Linked DNA regions of Mus musculus: region 1 is linked to region 2. A link is a contact called in public HiChIP or PLAC-seq data. All regions are on one chromosome and are shown on one strand. The core of a region is the stretch at or near the end of the contact, and the rest is flanking DNA. Distances in the headings are between cores, read along the strand shown. Region 1 overlaps Thada (thyroid adenoma associated). Region 2 has its middle 33 kb from the start of Gm35551.

Region 1 (4,473 bases), core at 1,460-3,959, 200 kb before region 2:
AAAAAGTTTATCAGGCATCCATGATTTCTCTAGCCAGTCTAGTTTTAGGGTACTTTGGACGTCAGAATTGTTTTTAATATGTTGATTTACCAATATGAAACTATTAGGTTTAAGAATATTTGAAATCTTTTTTTAAAAAATAAAAATAAACATTATTCTTTCTATATCTTCTCCAAGATACATGCCAGTAAAAAGAAGGCAAACACTCAGTACCTTTCTGTGTAGTCTCCTTTTGCGGGGAGGGAGGATTGCATTTGTTTTTATTGAGTTTGGTCCAATATTCTTTTCTTTTCTTTCTTTCTCTTCCTCCCTCCCTCCCTCCCTCCCTCCCTCCCTCCCTCTTTCTTTTCTTTTCTTTTCTTTTCTTTTCTTTTCTTTTCTTTTCTTTTCTTTCTCATCTTTTTTTACAGTCTAGCCATTATCTCCATCCCGGCCCAGCCTCTGGCTGTTCCTTGAGCCATAGTCCTCTAAGACCTAGAAAGTCATTCATTGTGAGCACAGACCATTCTCCCAGGTTGATGATGCGAGGTACAAGTGTTCTAAGTCACTTTGAGAATTAGAACTCCTGGCAGTATAACACCAGCAGAAGGCCAGCCTGTTTAGCTGGCTTCCACGCCTGTCCACTACCTTCGAGAAAGGGAGACACCCTGAGAGCTGGTGCTATGTGCAGAACCACAGTAGAATCTGCAGGCGCCTTTTTTAGTCCCTGTAGATAGAGCAGGGCAGTTAGGAAGAGCTTTGCCTCCGAGAGGGCTGTGCAGCTTATCGTCGTCGTCTCAGGCTGCAGAATCTGCACCCTCGGCTCTTCTACAACGCTCATTCCAGCCTGTGAGCCCCCAAGGTAGATCTGGCAATGCTTTTCCAGTTGTTGTAGGGGAGATGCCAGCAAGCTGGAGCCCACTGAATGGCAGGGTGATAGTCTGTGTTACATCTTTAGATATTTAGAGCACTTCATTTTTCTTTTGGGTAAGACTGAAAATATTTTTCCTAAATCTCTAGGTCTAAGGGGGTCCAATATCTTTGTGTGGACATCCTTCCAAAGCGTTCTTCTTGACCTGGGAAAGAGTTCTTACTAAGGGAAACTGTGTGTCACAACTACAGAGAAAATCTTCTTCCCAGCTGTCTAAAACACTACTGGAATCTCAGAACTTTAGTTTCAAATGTTATTCATTATGGGAAAAAAAACAAACAAGTGGTGAATGATTGAGATGAAATATCAGGTGAACTATGAAAATTATATTTTGTCTCTGTCTCTGTAAGGGCAGGGAATCAGGCATTAGCATTTAAAAGCCATGCATCTCTTCATTATTGAAGAAGTAATTCTGAGTAATGAACGTGCACTGTGGACATAAATACTGCACATTCCCTTTCCATCCTTCTCTGGGGGACTTGTACATGCCATTGCCCAGCACTGTACATGCCATTGCCCAGCACTGTACATGCCATTGCCCAGCACTGTACATGCCATTGCCCAGCACTGTACATGCCATTGCCCAGCACTGTACATGCCATTGCCCAGCACTGTACATGCCATTGCCCAGCACTGTACATGCCATTGCCCAGCACTGTACATGCCATTGCCCAGCACTGTACATGCCATTGCCCAGCACTGTACATGCCATTGCCCAGCACTGTACATGCCATTGCCCAGCACTGTACATGCCATTGCCCAGCACTGAAAGGAATGGTGTGCATGCAAGCAGCCATCAGCCGCGGCTACCTCTGCATGCATGTGTCTGCCACATGCGGTGGCTGGGTGCTGCTGAAGGGGTGTGCAGCTGCCATTTTAGTTTAAAAATTAGCATCTGGGTAAGGCCTAGCAACCACGCAGCAGAGTGCGGGTGACTGCAGAATCATGCATCTCCTAAGGCCCAGCCCCAAGGGATCACATCGTCCTTCTCTCATGTTCTGTTGTGGCTTAATAGTGTCAGCATTTCTTCATGTGGTTTTGTTATGTCAGTCACAGTTAACTTACATACAATCACCGATTTACCTGCAGATACATGATATTTTTGTTTTGTTTTGCTCATCAGACCTGACAATGTGCAGTTTTTAGCTTAGCAAGTATCTACAGTTCTTATTCCTCACTCATTAATCCGAAGGAAGGATTTTTTTTTTTCAGTTTAGCTCCAAAACTCCAAAAGTCCTGATTCATTTATATTTGGTATATTTGAATGGAGAAACCCGTGACGAACTGAGTAGAGGATGTAAGTGCAGTTGTTAAGTCCTAGCTACCAATGCAAGTGGGCAGGAAAAGGCCAGTGCAGTTGGCAGGAGATCATTTGATGAATTAGAAGCAGGTTTAGGGGTCTAAAGAGAACCTGTTAGCCTGGACCATCACTGAATGCTTTGAGAATGTGAAGATGACATTCACAAATGTATATAGATTTTTTTTAATTTATTGGATGCAAACTTTCTTTTAATTATTTCTTCTATACATGCACACATTTTTCTAAAGGCAAGATTTGGGACAGCATTCAATGGAAAACATCTTTGCTGTAATAGCAGTGGAGTGAACCGTGCATGATAAATTTGAGCCCTAGGCCTGGAGAATAAAGGTGTGAGAGCAGTCAGTTGGCCCAGAGAGACTGAAGCATCTTCTCTGCTGTGCAGCTTATTTGGATGGAGAGTGAGGGTGGGGCTCTGTGAGCACGTGCAGGATGTTTGGTACAGGATGGAGAGTGAGGGTGGGGCTCTGTGAGCACGTGCAGGATGTTTGGTACAGGCAAGGCTCTGTTTCCTGTTTTGACACAGAGAACACTGGAGACAAACAGAGAATATACTTGCTCACAGAAGCTTTAAGTTCTCAGATGACCCTACCTGTCAGATTATAATAACCGGTTGCCGCTCATCTGGTGGGCACTGTGTTTTCCGTTCGTTACCTTATTTGAGCTCACAGTAGCCTTAAAAGGTAAGCAAATCTTAGAAAATCTGTTGACTTTCCCTAAGACCCTCACTAGTGAGAGTACTTGAATCTACACCAAGGCATGCTAGATTCCAGAACATGCTCTCAAGTCTCTGTTCTCAGTGTCATTCAGTATTGTAGACAAGGTAGTGGCCAGGGGTTGCCGTGGGAAGAAAGGGTAAATGAGATGCATCCTGCGAGCTTACACAGACAGGGCTGTGCGCTTGTAATAACTTCGTAGGGATGAAAGCAATGGCTCTGACCAGAGGTAGTGCAGCAAGGTTGACAAAAGAGCACACGCCCTGTTAGAATTCAGATGGAGAGAAATAAGTTATCCAATGGCCCCAGGGTCAACGCACATTCCAAAGGCATTCCAAATGAAGCAGCAATGAAGAGTTGTTTAATAGTGTAACTTGGAAACTATTGCTCCTCCCCTAGGCTTCAGAGGGACCCTGGAAGGTAGGGTTGTCTCAGTCATTAGTGGGCACCATTTTCCAAGAGCAGATAGCTGAGCTGTATGGAAAGCAGACCACAGTTGCTGGTATTTATGAGCAAGTTTAGTGAGGGGAAGTCTTGGGACATAGCTGAATCACAAAGTTTATTAGTGTTCAAAGTGGGATGAGAAACCACTTCTGTGGTTTTCTATTTTAATAGTCCTTGGATTCTATTGTTTGTTTGTTTGTTTGTTTGTTTGTTTGTTTGTTTTTCAAGACAGGGTTTCTTTGTGTAGCTTTAGCTGTCCTGGAACTCACGCTGTAGGCCAGGCTGGCCTCGAACTCACAGAGATCTGCCTGCCTCTGCCTCCCAAATGCTGGGATTAAAGGCGTGCACCACCACCATCTAGCCTAAATTTTCTAACATATTCCTGTCCTTGTCCCCAACAACTGTCAAAACAAACCTGCAAGTGTATTTTTGCTTAGTGTTTATATGTGTGTATACACATGTACATATATCTGTTTTTAACTGTAATCTAACTTCCTGCTTATGTAATTTATACTAGAAGATTGTAAAATTACTTTTGACTTGCTTCATGATGAATGCTATTAATTAAATTTTACTTTATAAATTTCCATCTTTAGCAAATGCATTGCTTTAAAATTTTTTTTTAAATTGCATCTATTTATTTTGTGAGTATATATGGGTTTGGGTACATACATGCCATAGCACATGTGTGAAAGTCAGTTCTCTCTTTGCACCAGGCTGGTCTGAGGGAACAAGCCTTAGAACTTGCTCTGTAGAGCAGGCTAGCTCTACATAATGATCTCTTCCTCTTAGGTTGTTGGGATTAAAACCGTGGACTAGCATGACGAGTAAACATGCATTACTGTTTTAGGATAATTTTAGTTCTGTTTATTAACACAATGGTATGAAAGGTTATGAGTTTAGTAAGTACCTAAGGCAGGAAAAAAAAAAGTGGAAGTTCTGACATTGTCCTACTTTCCCCTGTATAAATGCCATTTTGGAAAAGGTCGAGAGTAGAGGGAGGGCCATTCTTTAGTGTAAGGCTGCTGCTAATTGGAAACTAAATATCTATAATCATTTCATTGTAATTGAAAGGGAACATTTAT
Region 2 (4,146 bases), core at 592-3,091:
ACCACCCCCCACCCTCCCCGATGACCATTCTCCCCCAAGTGCTATCCTGGGAAATACTGTTTAGCATCCACTATGGGCTAGGTAACTTCATAGCCAGACCTTCATTTGAGCCTCTATGCCACCCCATCCTTTATAAGTGAGAAAGTCATCCCAGTGACAGTAGGGCCCCTGCCTGGTATGTAGCTTAGAGATGGCAGAGCAGCCCTTCCCACCTGGGGGCCCCTGATGGCTTCCTGTTAGCTGGGGCCTATGGAGGGGTGAGAGACTTCATTCATCCTGGAGGAGTCCTCAGAGGCCTCCTGTTTGTTGAGAAGGAAGCAAGTGCTCCAGGCTATGCCATGGGCTCCTGGCAGAACCTCTCTGGGGTGGAGAATGTCCCTTGGCAAGGGAACCTGGTGGGAGGGGCTTTGCTGGGAGAGCTCCTGGGTGATGACCTCTAGGGCTCTCAGATAGCCCCAGATGAGCAGGACCTGACTGGCACCTTCTGCCCTCTGCCTGGCTTTTACTATAGCATACCGTGGTTGGTCTGGTTTGTTTTCCTCAGTATCTGGGATCATCTCGCTGAGGGCTTCACACACGCGATGCCAGGCAAGCAAACACTCTGCCATTAAGCAACATTCCCTGGCTCCTTTTTTTGTTTTGTTTTTCTTGATTTTTGTTGTTGTTGTTGTTGTTGTTGTTGCTTTTTCTTTTGAGGCAGGGTCTCACTAGGTAGCCCTGGCTAGCCCAGACATTGTGATGCAGATTAGGCTAGCCTCAAACACTTCAGCAGGCTTCTGCTTCCTGAGTGTGTGTGTGTGTGTGTGTGTGTGTGTGTGTGTGTGTGTGTGTGTGTGTTGGGGGGATTAAACTGGGAGCCACCATTCAGGGTGTCCTAATGTTTTCATTTGGATACAAGTTCTCCACAGGCTCCCCAAGCTAGCCTTGAGTTTACACTACAGTCCATTCTCCTGCCTCAGCTTCTCAGGTAGCTGGGATCACAGGCCCGTGCCACCAGGACTGTCTACTTAGTTTATGCATCCAGTTAATCTGTTTATTAGTTAATTAATCCCCAGCTAGACTGTAACCCTCAGAGGTCCTAGTCTCTCTGGTTCCTTACTGAGAAGGATGCTGATCTCTCATGGGATGGAGAAAGGAAGGAATGAAGAAACTTAGGCTGTGGAAGACAACAGCTAAGTGGGGGAAAGTTCAGTGGGAGGGTAGTTACTAAAGGCAAGCCAAAGAGACAACTCTAGGCGGCTGAGAAGAACGAGAAGTACTTTAGAAACGAGAAGGAACAGGGGCCACCACGTATAGTCATGAGACCTCAAAGCTCAACGGTACCTTCTGCAGTTGTTCAGTTTTCCACATGGACAACAGTCTGTGGTACTCCCCACAGATGGGGAAGAACAACCTTGGCCTCAGCAGGCTCTGAGGTGGAAAAAAAAATGCATGGGTTAGGGGCAGGCTCAAAGGTGTCTTCAGTAGGAGAACAGGCTGTACCCTCTGTGAGGGTGCCACGTGGTTATGGTTAGCAGTTTGCCATCCGGTGTTGTCTCCAAAGACAGTTGTCCGAGGGGGTGGGGGGGAGCAACTGGTGTGCTGTTAGAATCTCTGGTACCTGCTGTGCTCAGTGGACGGGTAGGGAAATCACCCGACACACCCCACAGACACCCACCAAATGCTGGGGACCAAGATAATGGTAACCGCCACGGGGAGGGCTATTTCCTGAGCTGGTGGGGTAATGGAGGTTGGGGACATGGTGTTCTGAGGTCTCAAACTGAGGCCTCAGTGGGGACCTGTTCCAGCTGCACCACTCCTCCCAGTCCTACCGGCTGGGCACAACAACAATGTCCTGGTGGCTTTGGCTGTCTGGATGAGTCACCTTGCCCACAGTGAGCCCGACTGGCGATGTTATCAGTAGCCTCGCTTGCTTCATCCTGGGTGACATCACCCACCTCTGCCTTCTCCTTCTCGGCACTGAACCATAGCCTAAATGCCCTGGCATATCCTGGGCAAGCTGGCCTGTAAGACCACCAGGGCATCTCCACAGGGGCCCTAAGAGGTCCTCGTGGAGGCTCAGCCCAGCCCTGGTTTTGCTGTGCAGGTCCCTGCCTACCAATAGGGATTAAACATAGAAGGCTCTTTTCTACCATGTGCCATAGTTACCCCCTCTCCTTTCTCAGCCGAATATCTCCTAGGAAGGATGCCAAATTGCATTCTTGGATGGAAGCCCTGAATCCCACACATTGTGGCCTGGGCCTGGGTTCCCCAACTTCTGCCTGTTGTTGGCCTGGTGTCCCTAGAGCTTCTGGGATGGGGTCGTTGGGTCTCTTAGCTCACCTAGGCTCAGACTGTGGCATGGCAGCTTCTTGGGGGCTGAGGGTCAACCCTGTATCTGTTGCCTTCTTGTCCTTGTTCTCAAAGGTAACCTGTGGATGTTGCCATATAAGGACCAGAGGATGAGCAGAGCAGTGACCATGCACACACAGGACTTCATAGCAGAGGCAGGATGGAAGGGTGGTCCCCGGGCGGGTCCCCACCCGTCTTCTCTATCCAGTGGAGCTGGATAGCAAGAGATGGCTGAGAGAGCATCATATGAGGCACACCCCCCCCCCCCCCATCTCCACCTCGTGCCAGGAGGCTACCTGAGCTTGGCAGGTCAAGGAGTCAGGGGGAATGTGAGTGGAGGGGCAGGGAGAAATGTCTGCCCACCGAGGGGACCCCATGAGACAGCACCTCAAGTTTAGACTTTTAAACAGCATCCACTTTCCCTTCAGTTATCCGGAACAAAAGAAATTGTTCCTTAGGTGGAAAAGGAAACCACAAAAGCAAGAGAGCCCACCACTAAGGTCATATCGTCTTCACCATCAGCTGAAGAGCAGAGCCCCAGAGCCGCCGGGTGCACTGGAGCCGGCCCTAGGAGCCAGCAGCTCTGCCCAGCACGCAGTCCGCCTCTGCCTCCTGTCTCTCCTGCAGCATCCCTGACTTCAGTGCTCTGTTGTCACACACAGCCAGTGCTAGGCAAGCATTGTGGTGATAATAGAGAGGTTGAGAAGGCATGGGAAGAGGTCAGTAGGAGAGTTTCAGAGAGGAGACTACTCCTTAGTTGGGTTAGGGCCAGCTGACTAGGCCCCCAAGCTCTTAAGTACCCTTCTGCCCTGAGCTGAATTCTCGTCAACCAAGAGGCACACCTCACCTCTTCAGACTTGGTCACCACTACTAAACTCCCGCCTGTGGTCTGCCTAAGACCTCCAAGTTCTAGAACATAGCCTAGCCAGCTCTCCTGTGCCCCTTCCTTGGCTGCAGACCTGGTTCTAATCCTACTCAACCCTGATTGTCTTTGTTGGTAAGAGCACACCCTGGGGCTGCCTGTCTTTTGAATTCTTTCCCCTCTCTTAAGAAACAAAAAAACCAAACATTAATTTTATTTTACAGGACTATAGGTGTATAATACCATGCCTAGTACCTCTTAAAAATGCATTTTATTCTACTGTTATCTTGGGAAGACTTCTCACTAAATTGCCCAAGCACTCCTGGAGCTCAGAATTTCCCCTGCCTTAGCCTCTTGAATAAAGAAAAACTTATAAAGAAAAACTGGTGCGTGTTTCCAGTTTTTCCTGAGAGCTGCCGGTGGAACCCACAGTTCTGGTGTCCCTTCCTCAGGTGTGTGGTGCCCTGTTTTCCTGGCAGCTCCTGCCTTCCTCTCCAGTCGGACCTGGGTACTGATGGGCACCAGCAAGCCGGGTGCCAGTGGAAATGGCACTTAAGTCTGAACATGTACCTCTTTCCCCTGGCCAGCCCTTCCTCTCATGAACGTGGGGTTGACCACGCTAGCCTCTGCACCATGCAGTGTCAGCCTGGGGACAGGGTAGACTTGCCAACAAGGCCCAAAGGTTGCCCCAACCACATGGGGCTGACACACTGGCATGAAAGTCAACCTGCGTCTGCTGCAGGCTGTTGAGTCCCCGGTAGTTCTTTTGCATTCTCTGACCTTGGTCTCATCGTCTGCCAAGTGGTCAGCATAGTCCCTTCTCCTTCCTCAGAGGAGGGGGAAGGGTGGGTGGGTGAGCCTGGGAAGGTGCACACCCTGCTGAGCGCGGGCAGGCAAGCTCCCTGGGGTGGAACTAGGCTCAGAGTCTGTAGGCCTCACCATGTGGCGGCCTC

Evidence for each region. HiChIP or PLAC-seq counts read pairs in DNA pulled down with a chosen protein or histone mark.
Region 1: a Foxp3 HiChIP or PLAC-seq map of regulatory T cells shows a contact between it and region 2, with 13 times the contacts expected there. The contact joins two enhancer-like sites. A contact is called at or near these places in 6 of 484 Hi-C or Micro-C datasets (3T3-L1-derived adipocytes, CD4 T cells, CD8 T cells and 2 more), 2 of 115 datasets of contacts at active chromatin or transcription factors (both in regulatory T cells) and 1 of 9 other capture datasets (liver).

Annotation. Positions count from the first base shown.
Region 1 is chr17:84,311,962-84,316,434 of GRCm38.p6, reverse strand. The region is part of intron 28 of Thada (thyroid adenoma associated); the gene reads left to right. Among named protein-coding and RNA genes, the nearest start is that of Gm24492, 26 kb to the right of the region's middle. Within about 2 kb of position 2,709, at least 40 of the 459 cell types and tissues checked have an H3K27ac peak or open chromatin away from gene starts, as enhancers often do. A contact at or near this core is called in CD8 T cells, Th2 cells and regulatory T cells, where this site is marked.
Region 2 is chr17:84,114,151-84,118,296 of GRCm38.p6, reverse strand. No RefSeq gene overlaps it. Among named protein-coding and RNA genes, the nearest start is that of Gm35551, 33 kb to the right of the region's middle. Within about 2 kb of position 1,841, at least 178 of the 459 cell types and tissues checked have an H3K27ac peak or open chromatin away from gene starts, as enhancers often do. A contact at or near this core is called in CD8 T cells, Th2 cells and regulatory T cells, where this site is marked.